2 separate regions of the Muntiacus reevesi genome follow, and region 1 is linked to region 2. The links are chromatin contacts, called in public Hi-C maps. All regions are on one chromosome and are shown on one strand. Each heading gives the region's core, a stretch centred on a gene start, on an enhancer-like site or on the middle of the called end of the contact. The rest is flanking DNA. Distances are from core to core; before and after follow the strand shown. Region 1 holds the start of EXOC4 (exocyst complex component 4). Region 2 holds the start of CHCHD3 (coiled-coil-helix-coiled-coil-helix domain containing 3).

The links. A called contact is a pair of places that touch in the nucleus more often than the background predicts.
Region 1: a contact with region 2 is called in a Hi-C map of muscle, with 5 times the contacts expected there. The contact joins the promoter of EXOC4 here to the promoter of CHCHD3 in region 2. A contact is called at or near these places in 2 of 3 Hi-C or Micro-C datasets (blood and muscle).

The regions. Positions count from the first base shown.
Region 1 is chr6:91,968,141-91,973,902 of mMunRee1.1, forward strand. It overlaps EXOC4 (exocyst complex component 4), which reads left to right and starts at 3,407. Exons shown (of 18, transcript XM_065939452.1): 1 at 3,407-3,531. The coding sequence starts at 3,446.
Region 2 is chr6:91,819,179-91,824,229 of mMunRee1.1, forward strand. CHCHD3 (coiled-coil-helix-coiled-coil-helix domain containing 3) reads right to left here and starts at 3,715. Exons shown (of 8, transcript XM_065939307.1): 1 at 3,471-3,715. The coding sequence starts at 3,551.

The DNA.
Region 1 (5,762 bases), core at 2,157-4,656, 150 kb after region 2:
TTTAGTTATCTGAATGTTGAGCTTTAAGCCAACTTTCTCACTCCCTTCTTTCGCTTTCATCATGAGGCTCTTTAGTTCTTCACTTTCTGCCATAAGGGTGGTGTCATTTGCATATCTGAGGTTACTGATATTTCTCCTGGGAATCTTGATTCCAGCTTGTGCTTCATCCAGCCCAGCATTTCTCATGATGTACTTTGCATGTAAGTTAAATAAGCATGGTGACAATATACAGTCTTGATATACTCCTTTTCCTATTTGGAACCAGTCTGTTGTTCTATGTCCATTTCTAACTGTTGCGCCCTGACCTGCATACAGATTTCTCAAGAGGCAGATCAGGTGGTCTGGTATTCCCATCTCTTTCAGAATTTTCTACAGTTTGTTGTGATCTACACAGTCACTTGCTTTGGCATAGTCAAGAAAGCAGAAATAGATGTTTTTCTGGAACTCTCTTGCTTTTTCAATGATCCAGCGGATGTTGGCAATTTGATCTCTGGTTCCTCTGTCTTTTCTAAATCCAGCTTGAACATCTGGAAGTTCATGGTCCACGTACTATTTACAAAGTGCTGATCATGTATATTTTACAGTCTTACTATAATTGTCTAAAGGAAGTTCTATAATATGCTTTATAGATAAGAAAACTGAGGCCCAGAAAGATTCAGTAACTCACCTGAGACAGTCTGCTCCTCTGGTGGCACAGTAGTAAAGAATCTTCCTGCCAATGCAGGAGACACTGCAGACTCCGGTTTGTTCCCTGGGTTGGGTAGATCCCCTGGAGGAGGAAATGACAACTCACTCCACCATGCTTGCCTGGAAATCCCATGGACAGAGGAGCCTGGTGCACTACAGTTCATGAGGTTGCAAAGAGTCGGAGACAACTGAGCATGCACACACCAAGATAATCTAACAAGCAGGTGAAGGGCTGGGAGTGAATCACAAGGAACCCTGCGTCTATAAAGCAGTTGTTCTCCATTCCCACCACCTCTCAACCCCTGCAAATCACCCATCTGCTTTCTGTTTGTATGAATTCTTCTAATCTAGGTATCTTTTTTTTTTAAATAAATGGAATCATACACTATGGAGCCTTTTGCGTCTGGCTTCTTTCACTTAGTATAATGTTTTCAAGTTTTATTAATGATGTAGCATGTATTAGTATTTCATTTCCATTTATGGTTGAATAATATTCCATTGGATACTGATATGTCACATTTTGTTATTACGGCACATTTTGTTGATACCTCAATCATATACCACATATCAAACCATAGGTTTTTCAAGATTCTTCTTGGCTATTTGAGGTTCCTTGCAATACATGTAAATCCCTTGTATTTAAATTTTTGGATCAGGTTTTCCAATGCTGCAAAAAGACTATTGGAATTCTCATAAGGATTGCACTGAATTTGTAGATAGCTTTAGGGAGAACTGACATATTAATGATATTAATTCTTCCAAGCCATGCTCACAGGATGTCTTTCCATTTATTTACATCTACTTTAATTTCTATCAGCAAAGTTTTGTAGTTTTCAGTGGTTAAGTCTTTCATCTCTTTGGTTAAATTTATTCTTAAATATTTTATCCTTTTTGATGTTATTGTAAATGGAATTGTTTCATTAATTTCCTTTTTTGATTGTTCATAGCTAGTGTCTAAAAATACTATTGATATTTTTGTTTTCATATTGCATCCTGCAACCTTGCTGAATTAATTTATTAGCTCTAATAGCTTTTAAAAAATTCTTTAGGATTTCCATATGTCAACCACCTTCTCTACACATAGAGATGGTTTTACTTCTTCCTTTCTAATTTGAATGCCTTTTATTTTTTACTTGCCTAATTGTTTTGGCTAGACTTTTCAGTACTTCACTGAACAGATGTGGCAAAGTGGGCATCTTTGTTTTGTACCTGATCACAGCTGAAAAGCATTCAGTTTTTGACCACTGAGTGTTAGCTGCGTGTTTTTAATAAGCAATCTTTATCATATTGAATAAATTCCCTTCTACTTCCAGTTTTCTGAGCATTTTATCATGAAAAGGTTGTTAAATTCTGTCTAAACCTTTTTCTGTATCAACTGAGGTGATCCTGTTTTTTTTTCTTCTTACTGCCTACATCGTTAGCCACTAGGCTCAATTACCCCTTTTCACATATGTGCATTCTTTACTTTTATAACCTGCTTTTTGCAAGTATATCATGAACATCTTTTCTTCATCAAAAACCACTAAAATTATGATTTCCAGTGGCTACATGTTATATTCTTGTGTGGATGTTCTATAATTTATTTAATACTTCTATGTTGTTTTAAGAATTAAAAAATTTTTTTTTCTGAATCTCTATTTCTCTAGAATCAGAACCCCTAGAACTGGAATTATTGAGCCAAAGGTAAGGAACACTTAAAAAAAAATATGTGTGTGTGTGTGTGTGTGTGTGTGTGTATCTGCAAGTTATTTTATAAAATCACTGTGAACCTCTGCCAACTGACACCTGCCTAATCAAAGTAGAGGAGGTGCTCTGTGCTTGCTATTTCACAGCTCCAGGACCTCTCTGTTTGCTTTCTATTCATCTCTGAAGTTCTTTCATCTCTACTGCTACTAAGCAGATCACTCACTACCTTCCCTCTTCAATTTATGCACTTTCCATTCTTATGGTAATCTTATTCTCTTCATTTCATCTACTGAATTTATGACTAAGCCAGTTGAGCCAGATGCAGGACATATGAAAACTTACCAGTAAAAATCTTAATAAAGCATATTTGTGCATTATTGCCAGTTATATTTTATTTAGCTTGAGAAGAAAAGGAATCTGCAAACTGGTCAGTTTTGCTTCTGGGTTTTTCTGTTTTCTTTATCAATATCCATTTGTGTGTTGCTCTTTGCATGTTTTTTAGAATTGTCCGGAAATAACAAAATAACTGAATTCACACATTAAACGAATGCGTAAGCATTTAGTTTTAGATAATACTACAGAAAAGAATTTCTGTATCTATCCATTTCCGCATTTTATTGGATTTAAAAAAAACTACTTGTGTTTAAAGTTAAAACTGTCATACAGGCATCAAACACAGACCCTACTGAAACACACACCCCATGTACGCACTTTGGCATCATCAGATAAATATGATTTAAAAACTAATAAAATTATAAAAACAATAAAGCTGGGGGGAAAACTCAAGATCAGAATAAGTACAAATAAAGATATAAGAAGATTTCACTAAATCGCAACTGTATTAGTTTTCCTGCGCGCCCTGGAACCGCGGAAGGAAACTACAATTCCCAGAGTGCTTAGAGCGCCCCTGAACCTTACTTCCTAGGTCCCGCCTCCTCTCTTCAGCGATTGGGTTATCCAGTTCCGTGACTTTGGATTTCCTTTCTCCCATTGGTGCACTCTCCAGAGAGGTCAATTACAGAGTTTACACTTGGTTCCTTCCAGCCCACCCGCTCTCCCCCCTCGCACCAAGATGGCGGCAGAAGGAGCTGGTGGGAAATACAGAAGCACAGTCAGCAAAAGCAAAGACCCCTCGGGGCTGCTCATCTCTGTGATCAGGTGAGGGAGGCAGGAGGCAGGGGCAGGGGACGGGGGCAGCGGCTCGATTTCCGCTTTGGAAGGGAGAAGGGTTAGCTGGGTTCCACCCTGCCGACCCCTCCCTTTCCTCCTTGCCTCCCCCCAGCCCCTCCCAAGGGCCCCCGCAGTTCTCACTTTTTCTCTGGGGTTGGGCCAGAGGGAGGAGCCTGGCCTCTCAGTGTTTTTCTGATTTACTGCCAGAGCTTTCCACTAGGGTCCCCGGGCCCTAAAAGCACGCTATTTGGGGTTTGGTAGAGAAAGCCAGGTGTGTTCACTTATTCATACATGTATTGATTGTCTTCAGCATCGCTCACCTTGTTCCCTGGACTTCTGGGTGTCAGGCCCTGACGTCCGCAGACCTCTGTCACAAATTGCAGATTTTGTTTTCACACGTTGAACACCTCCAACCACCTGTGAAAGGCTGAGCCTCAAATACGATAGCCTGTCGTGAGCTGGTCAGAAGAGTTGTGGATTTGAAGGCACACATCCATGCTGCCTTTTGTTCTGCCTTCGTATTCCTGTCTAGTCTTTAAAAAGCAAAACAAATTTCAAGTTATCCTCTATGCATATCATTTTCCCAGACTGTATATGGTGGAAGTAAGGAGTGGTCGACCTTCTAGGGGCCACTTTTTCTTAAAGTAAATTATAGTAAGAGTGGAGAATTCATTCAGAACCCGCTAAGGATGATTCAAGGGAGTGGCTAAAAGCAGGCTGAACAAAATGTATTATGACATGTTATGCTGTTAGCACGTGAATTTCAATCCATGTATTTTTCATAAAATGAAACATCTCCTTCCCCCTTTCCCCCACCTATGCCAAACTTTTGGTTGAGTTTTGGTGGGCTTCTGATGACCTTTTAAAAACCCAGGCTCAACAGTATCTGGTAGTTAGTAAGCATTTGAATGAATGAACAGATCTAACTTTTAGAACAGTCCACCTGCTCATGGACTGATAAAGACCCATCTCATGGGTATTTAGGCTTCTCTAGAAGTAAGATTGTGACATATGAAATCATTATTACTAAATTTTCTTTAGGATTAAGAGGATAATTCTTCTCTTTATGGACGTATGTGATATACTTGGTAGGTCATACAGAGGAAATGCAGTTTTCCTGTGGACCCAGTCTTGCCAAGACAAAACACAAGTAGTGTAAATGTTTATCGTGATACTAAAACTCCAAGTACAATATTTTTAGTTCCCCAGCTTCATTCCTGAGGAACTATAATACATGAATTTATTTGGATTCCTTTTTCAACTTGTTTATTTATTTATTTTTGCTTTTTAGTCAACATTCATTTAAACAATACAAGTTTAGTGCCAGTGTGTTGTACAGAGCCTGGCACTTACTATGTAGTTAGTAAATATTTGTTGAATGAATGAGTGAATGCCCCGAGTTTTGCAAAGATGAATCTGACATGATGGTACTCTTGAGAGTGTAGACTACTTGAGGGATAAAATATGTAAGTAACAACGTGACATAAGACTAGAAGAGACAGATGAAATGTGCTGGAAATCTAGGAGAAGGAGCAGTTATTTTCAACAAAAGTGGAGTGGGGATTAGGGAAGATAGCAGTATATACAAATGTACCTTCTCAGTTATGTATTTATGATTTTGTAGTCTTTGCTCATTTCTTGTATTTTGTATATCAGTTTTCTTAAAGGTCATTTAAGTTTACCCAAAATGTCTTATATTTGGAAAAACCCTTTATATTAAACTAAAGCTTTTTTTTTTTTTTTTTACTGATACTGATTGGAAACATTCGTTGCCTTTGGTTGACTGTGCCTATATGTTCTTCAGGAGCAATCTCCTGCTGGGTGTTATGGAATATGATTTGGTGGTTGCCCATGTGTCTCTTATTTCCATCTCTGTTACCTTCACATTACCACCATGATTTGGACCTGGACATTTTTTACTCTGACTTCTGTTGTATACTGTTAACTCATTTTTCTTCTCTGTCCTTGGCCACCTCAGACCACTTGAATAACATTTTTACTTTTTTATAATCTGTTACCAGCATGCTATATTGGAGTGTCCAGACCTAGCATCCTGGGCAAGGTTAGTAAGGATTGGGGTTCATGGTTACATAGGACCTTGTTTTAGACTGGATGTTACTGGTGTCAGAGTATTTCAACATTTCTCTGAGTCACAGGAAAATTTTGATGTTGGAGTGAAAATTTGGGTGTTGCTAATTCCTTGTTTCCTCCCTGATGTG
Region 2 (5,051 bases), core at 2,465-4,964:
TCTTTATTTAAAAAATTAAAGTTTTATTGTTATGAAAAAGGGTGACTACAGGTGATATGGTCACAGTGGTCCAAAAGAAAATGCGGAAAAGTGGTGTGCACAGAAGTAAGGGAAAAGTATCAAAGAAACAGAAGTTATTCTCTTAGTTAGAAACTAACAAAAGATGTCTAAAGTGGAGAAGATTTGGTAAAGCCCAACACCACTGGAGAGAAACACATGTAGTAATTACAGTGTTTAGGGGAACACATTCTGTTAAAAATTCCTACTGGAGTGCAGCTGATTTATGTCGTCTTAGTTTCTGCCGTACAGTGAATCAGAGACACAGATCCACTCTCGTTTTTCTCTTAGATTCTTTGCCCACACAGGCCATTACAGAGTATTGAGTACAGTTCCCTGTGTTATACAATAGGTTCTTATTATTTATTTTACATATAGTAGTGTGCATACGTGGCAAACTCTTATTCTTATGAGTAAAAGCATGTTGGCCAACTGGGAAAATCTGGAACGCTTTCTGCAACCAAGCTGAACTAACCCTATCTGCAATTCAATACTGAAGTCTGGGCCTCATGAGCACCATGTTTCAATCAACTGAGCTAAAACAAAGGCTCTCTCATGGGAAATAAGAAGTGCTGCAAGCTAAAAAAAAAAAAAAAAAATATATATATATATATAAAGTACAGCTTAAAAACATCTAGAAAACACGTAAATGAAAAATCATACAGGCAATCAGTTGTAGAACCCAGGAGTCCATTCCCCAGTCCATATCCCTTTAGGTACACCTGTGGGAACACAATATGCTCTTATTTTTATCTATTGATTATTATTCAATTCATGTAAGGTTACACATCCATCTCCTTGACCAGCTCTAAAAACAGTTACTACTCATGTGAGTAGTGAACACCCTCAAAGTACCAGACCCTGCCAGGTGCTTACATGCATGCTTAGCCCTTCAGTCGTGTCTGACTCTTTGTGACCCCATGGACTGTAGCCCGCCAGGTTCCTCTGTCCATGGGATTCTCCAGCCAAGAATACTAGAGTGGGTTACCATCCTCTTCTCCAGAGGATCTTACAACCCAGGGGTTGAACCTGGGTCTCCTGTTTGAGCCACCAGTGACGCTTACATACATCACGTCAAATTCTCAAAAACAATTCTGGATAGGTAAGTATTACGAGTAGCTGCACACAGCTAATGAGAAGCGCAGCCGGCACACTAAGGCTCGCCTGGTTCCAAAGCACATGCTCTTACCACTGCAGACTTCCAAAGAGTCTCAGAACATGAGATGCAGAAGGAACCCTATCATTTTAATAACAGCTACCTTTCATTAAAAATCTACAATATGCTTTAAATACTTCATCTTCTTACCACAATCAAGAGATGATACTCCCCTTTGGGGATAAGGGAATATAACCAGGGAAGTGATCTGTCCAAGAATGCAGACAAGAAAATGCCTAATTAACTTAACTGAGGTCTGTTTAACAACTAACTGATGTTCTTTTGACCATGACCTCAAAGAAATCAGAATGATATCTAAGTACTCAACAATTCAACAGCATGCTACTTTTAGGGGAAAGTGCAGGAGGCTGAGTATGGCTACAAGAAACTCATAGTGCTGCTAGATGCACAAAATTTCAGAATTACAACAGATCAGAGGTTACAGGTGTACTCAAACCCCATCACTTTGCAGGTGAGAAAACTGAAGCTCAGAGATCGAAAATTGCCCTTGAAAAAGAATCTGAAGCAACAGGGAGAACGCTGCCAAGGGCAATCCAGGTGAAGGGTATAAACTGAAGAAAAGCAAAGCACAGAGGTCACAGGAAGCATGGTATGTGCTTGAATTATAACCGTATAAAATGTAGTCCATGAGAAAGAAAAAATAAATAAAAGAATATTTCCACCAAATTGAATGGTCAAAGGACATAGCCTCTTTTCCTATAACATTTTTTTAAAAGGGGCTTTAAGACAATCTCTCCATTTAATCTAACCTGAAACTTTCTTCATACTTAACATATTTAACCTTGTCTAATACTTGACGTGAATCTCTGTGCTGTGGCCCAATTCTCTTTTAGTTTTGTTTGCTGCCATCTCTGTGCCTGTACTAAAGCATGAGAACATGGATTTTAACATTTTTTCTAGCCAATTGCCTTCTCAACCCAAACTTACTTTTCTTCTTCTTACTTTTCTTTTTCGCCCTCTGGTGTTTAACACTCAAAGCCTCTGAAGGCAAAATTAATCAAGTTTCCACATAAAACTCAGAGCCTACAGAAATTTTTATTTTAAAGAGTACCAACTAAACCTCAACAATGCAAAGAATGCTGCCTCAGACATCTTATTACAAAATGTGGTACCACCATTCATTAATGCAAGGGAATGCAGGCCACAGACCAAAAGTTGAGCTCAACAGTTTGTTTTCATAAAGAAAACTAACAAATTCTTCAAGGTAACAGTTGCAAAGTAAAAGTTTTTCAACATTTCAAATATTTAAGAAGTTTTAATTCCTCGTAATCAATGCTAAAAAGAATTTACACATTTGCTTATGCTGGTTATGTAGTGCAGAGGAAGGAAAACAGTATAAAACTTTCTGGGGTCAAACTGCTTTATCTACAAGGTTCAGTCATCATACTTCCAAATACTTGAGGCTGCTAATTCAGGTGCGGTGGAGGGTGTGTTGATGAAGTGAGCACTGGTATACCGACACCCTAGAGAAAAATCAAGCTTTCGATTTAAGTATGAAGCATGCGCAGGGAGCATTTAAAATTTTTCTCTAACATCTCGGTCAAAACAAACTGTACTACTCCTAGTGATATGAAAACCTGCAAACTACCTCCAGTTCTATGAGGCCGGCAGACGTTAGTCTAGAAGCCACTGGGCCTAGTCCAAAATTTGTAAACAACAGGCCACAAGAGGAGGAGTCTGGGAAAGACACGATGTCAAGTGAAAGTGAAGGAGAAGCCAGAAGTCACCTGAAGCACGGCAGAAAAGTCTAAGGTGTGCGTGGGTGGGTGTTGGGGGAATGGGGGCTTGTCAGTGGAAGAGTACTCAACGACAGACAGTACATAAGATGCTCCTTAAAACGCCAAGTTCATCCTGAGAGAGGTTTGAATTCTGAATCCAGGAGAGACAAGCCCATTTCATAGGTGGGTACAGTGAGGCAAGGCTTTCAAATAAGGTCCCAGGACTACAAAGCAGTACAGTCTAAACTGGTCTTTGAGCCCTTAGAAGGTCTAACTAAACCTGGCATCCCCCAGTCCCCAAGCACAGCGCTCAGCACTTGGCACACAGCAGGAAATATCTCTGAACAGATGTCCCAAGTCTTGAGAAACTTCACCTTCTTTGCAAGGAACTAAGCTTCGGGCCGAACAACACTTTGGCGGCAGAAGTGGGGAAAAGCAGGCCGAGCAGAACCTGGAAAGGCCAGAGATACTGGGTTCGAGTCGGAATGCTGGCCCTCCGCCCGCCCACTGTCACTCACCCGGATGCCCTTCACCACGGTGATGTTCTCATTCTCGTCCGCCTCGAAGGTGACCCGGCGAGTGCTGGCCGTCCCGCCCATGGCTTCTGCTTCTGACCCGGCAGAGACCTAGCACGGACGCACAGACACCACAGGTGCCACGGGCACACACGTGCGTGGATGGGGCCAGACTCCTGCCTTGCACAGCGGGAGCAAGGCCACGACCCCAAAAGGCAAGGAGAAGGCGCCGGTCCTGAGCTCCCGCCTCCTCCGGTCACGTGACACAACAACATTTGACTCCAATTGGTCAAAGATATGAATGGCCCGCCTCTCTAAGGCATGGGCTCTCGGATTGGTTAGCGCAGACCCGGATGCTATGACAACAGGTGGTATTTGACAAGGTTTCCGGAGTCCCTGGGTATAGTGGGAATTGTATTCTCGATCTGGTGCGATGGGTTCTGGGACTTTTCTCGCCTGCATATTTTGAGTTCCAGAGGAGTATGGCCTTCTGGGAGTTGTAGTCTTGGCTGCAGAAAAGGCGTGTAACTGGGGGAACTTTGAAAGCACGCTTTAAGGGTAGTATTCTATCCTTAAAGAGATCCTTAAAGTTTAGGCTACCAAGTTAAAAGATACAATCTCTTTCGGGAGGGAACTCACGGTTTAATGAGGGATCTGCACTCTCCTAATAGAGCCTTTCCTATTTTCCTATACACAATTATATGAGGCAAAATGTTCTTTATTTTAGTCTTAACCAGGCAAAACAAAACAAAACAAAGCACACCACCGCATTTGGCCTACGGCTTTATTTTGTAAACTAGTTATTTCTTTTTTATGAAAAGTAAACTTTTAAATATTATGGTTTCCAAATCTGCATACAAGAAAACAGAGAAAACTATTTGCATCAAGCTTGCAGAGAGTTCACTTTTGTCTCCCTCCACTTCAATTAGATCAGCTAGTTATACCATAATAGGATCAGGCAGAAAAAAAGTGATTGTCAAAGACAGTATTAATGTAAATTAGTGGAGTAATTAAAACTATATCTGACAAAGTTGAGGAGTTTTCCTTTGGAAAGTTTCTAGAAAAGTATTTCACCTCTACAGGACACATAAATAATGTTATGTTACCTAAATACATATTTAAATTTTATTTTTTGAAAATATTCTATGACATATATAAGTTTACCCATATGACCTTAGTCTTACAGAAGTGTATATCTTCTCTTTAGAAATTAGATTAGTGATTCAGGTAGTCTCTTTCAACATTAAAGGCAGCCAGTCACAACACAGCATGACATCCTCTTCTTTCAAGTTCAGTTCAGTTCAGTCACTCAGTCACATCAGACTCTTTGCAACCCCATGGACTGCAGCACACCAGACATCTCTGTCCATCATGAGCTCCTTGAGTTTACTCAAGGGAAGGGAAGTCGCTCAGTCCATCACTATCTCCCTGAGTTTACTCAAGGGAAGGGAAGTCACTCAGTCGTGTCCGACTCTTTGCGACCCCAGGGACTGTAGCCTACCAGGCTTCTCCATCCATGGGATTTTCCAGGCAAGAGTATGGGAGTGGGCTGCCATTGCCTTCTCCAGGGGATCTTCCTGACCC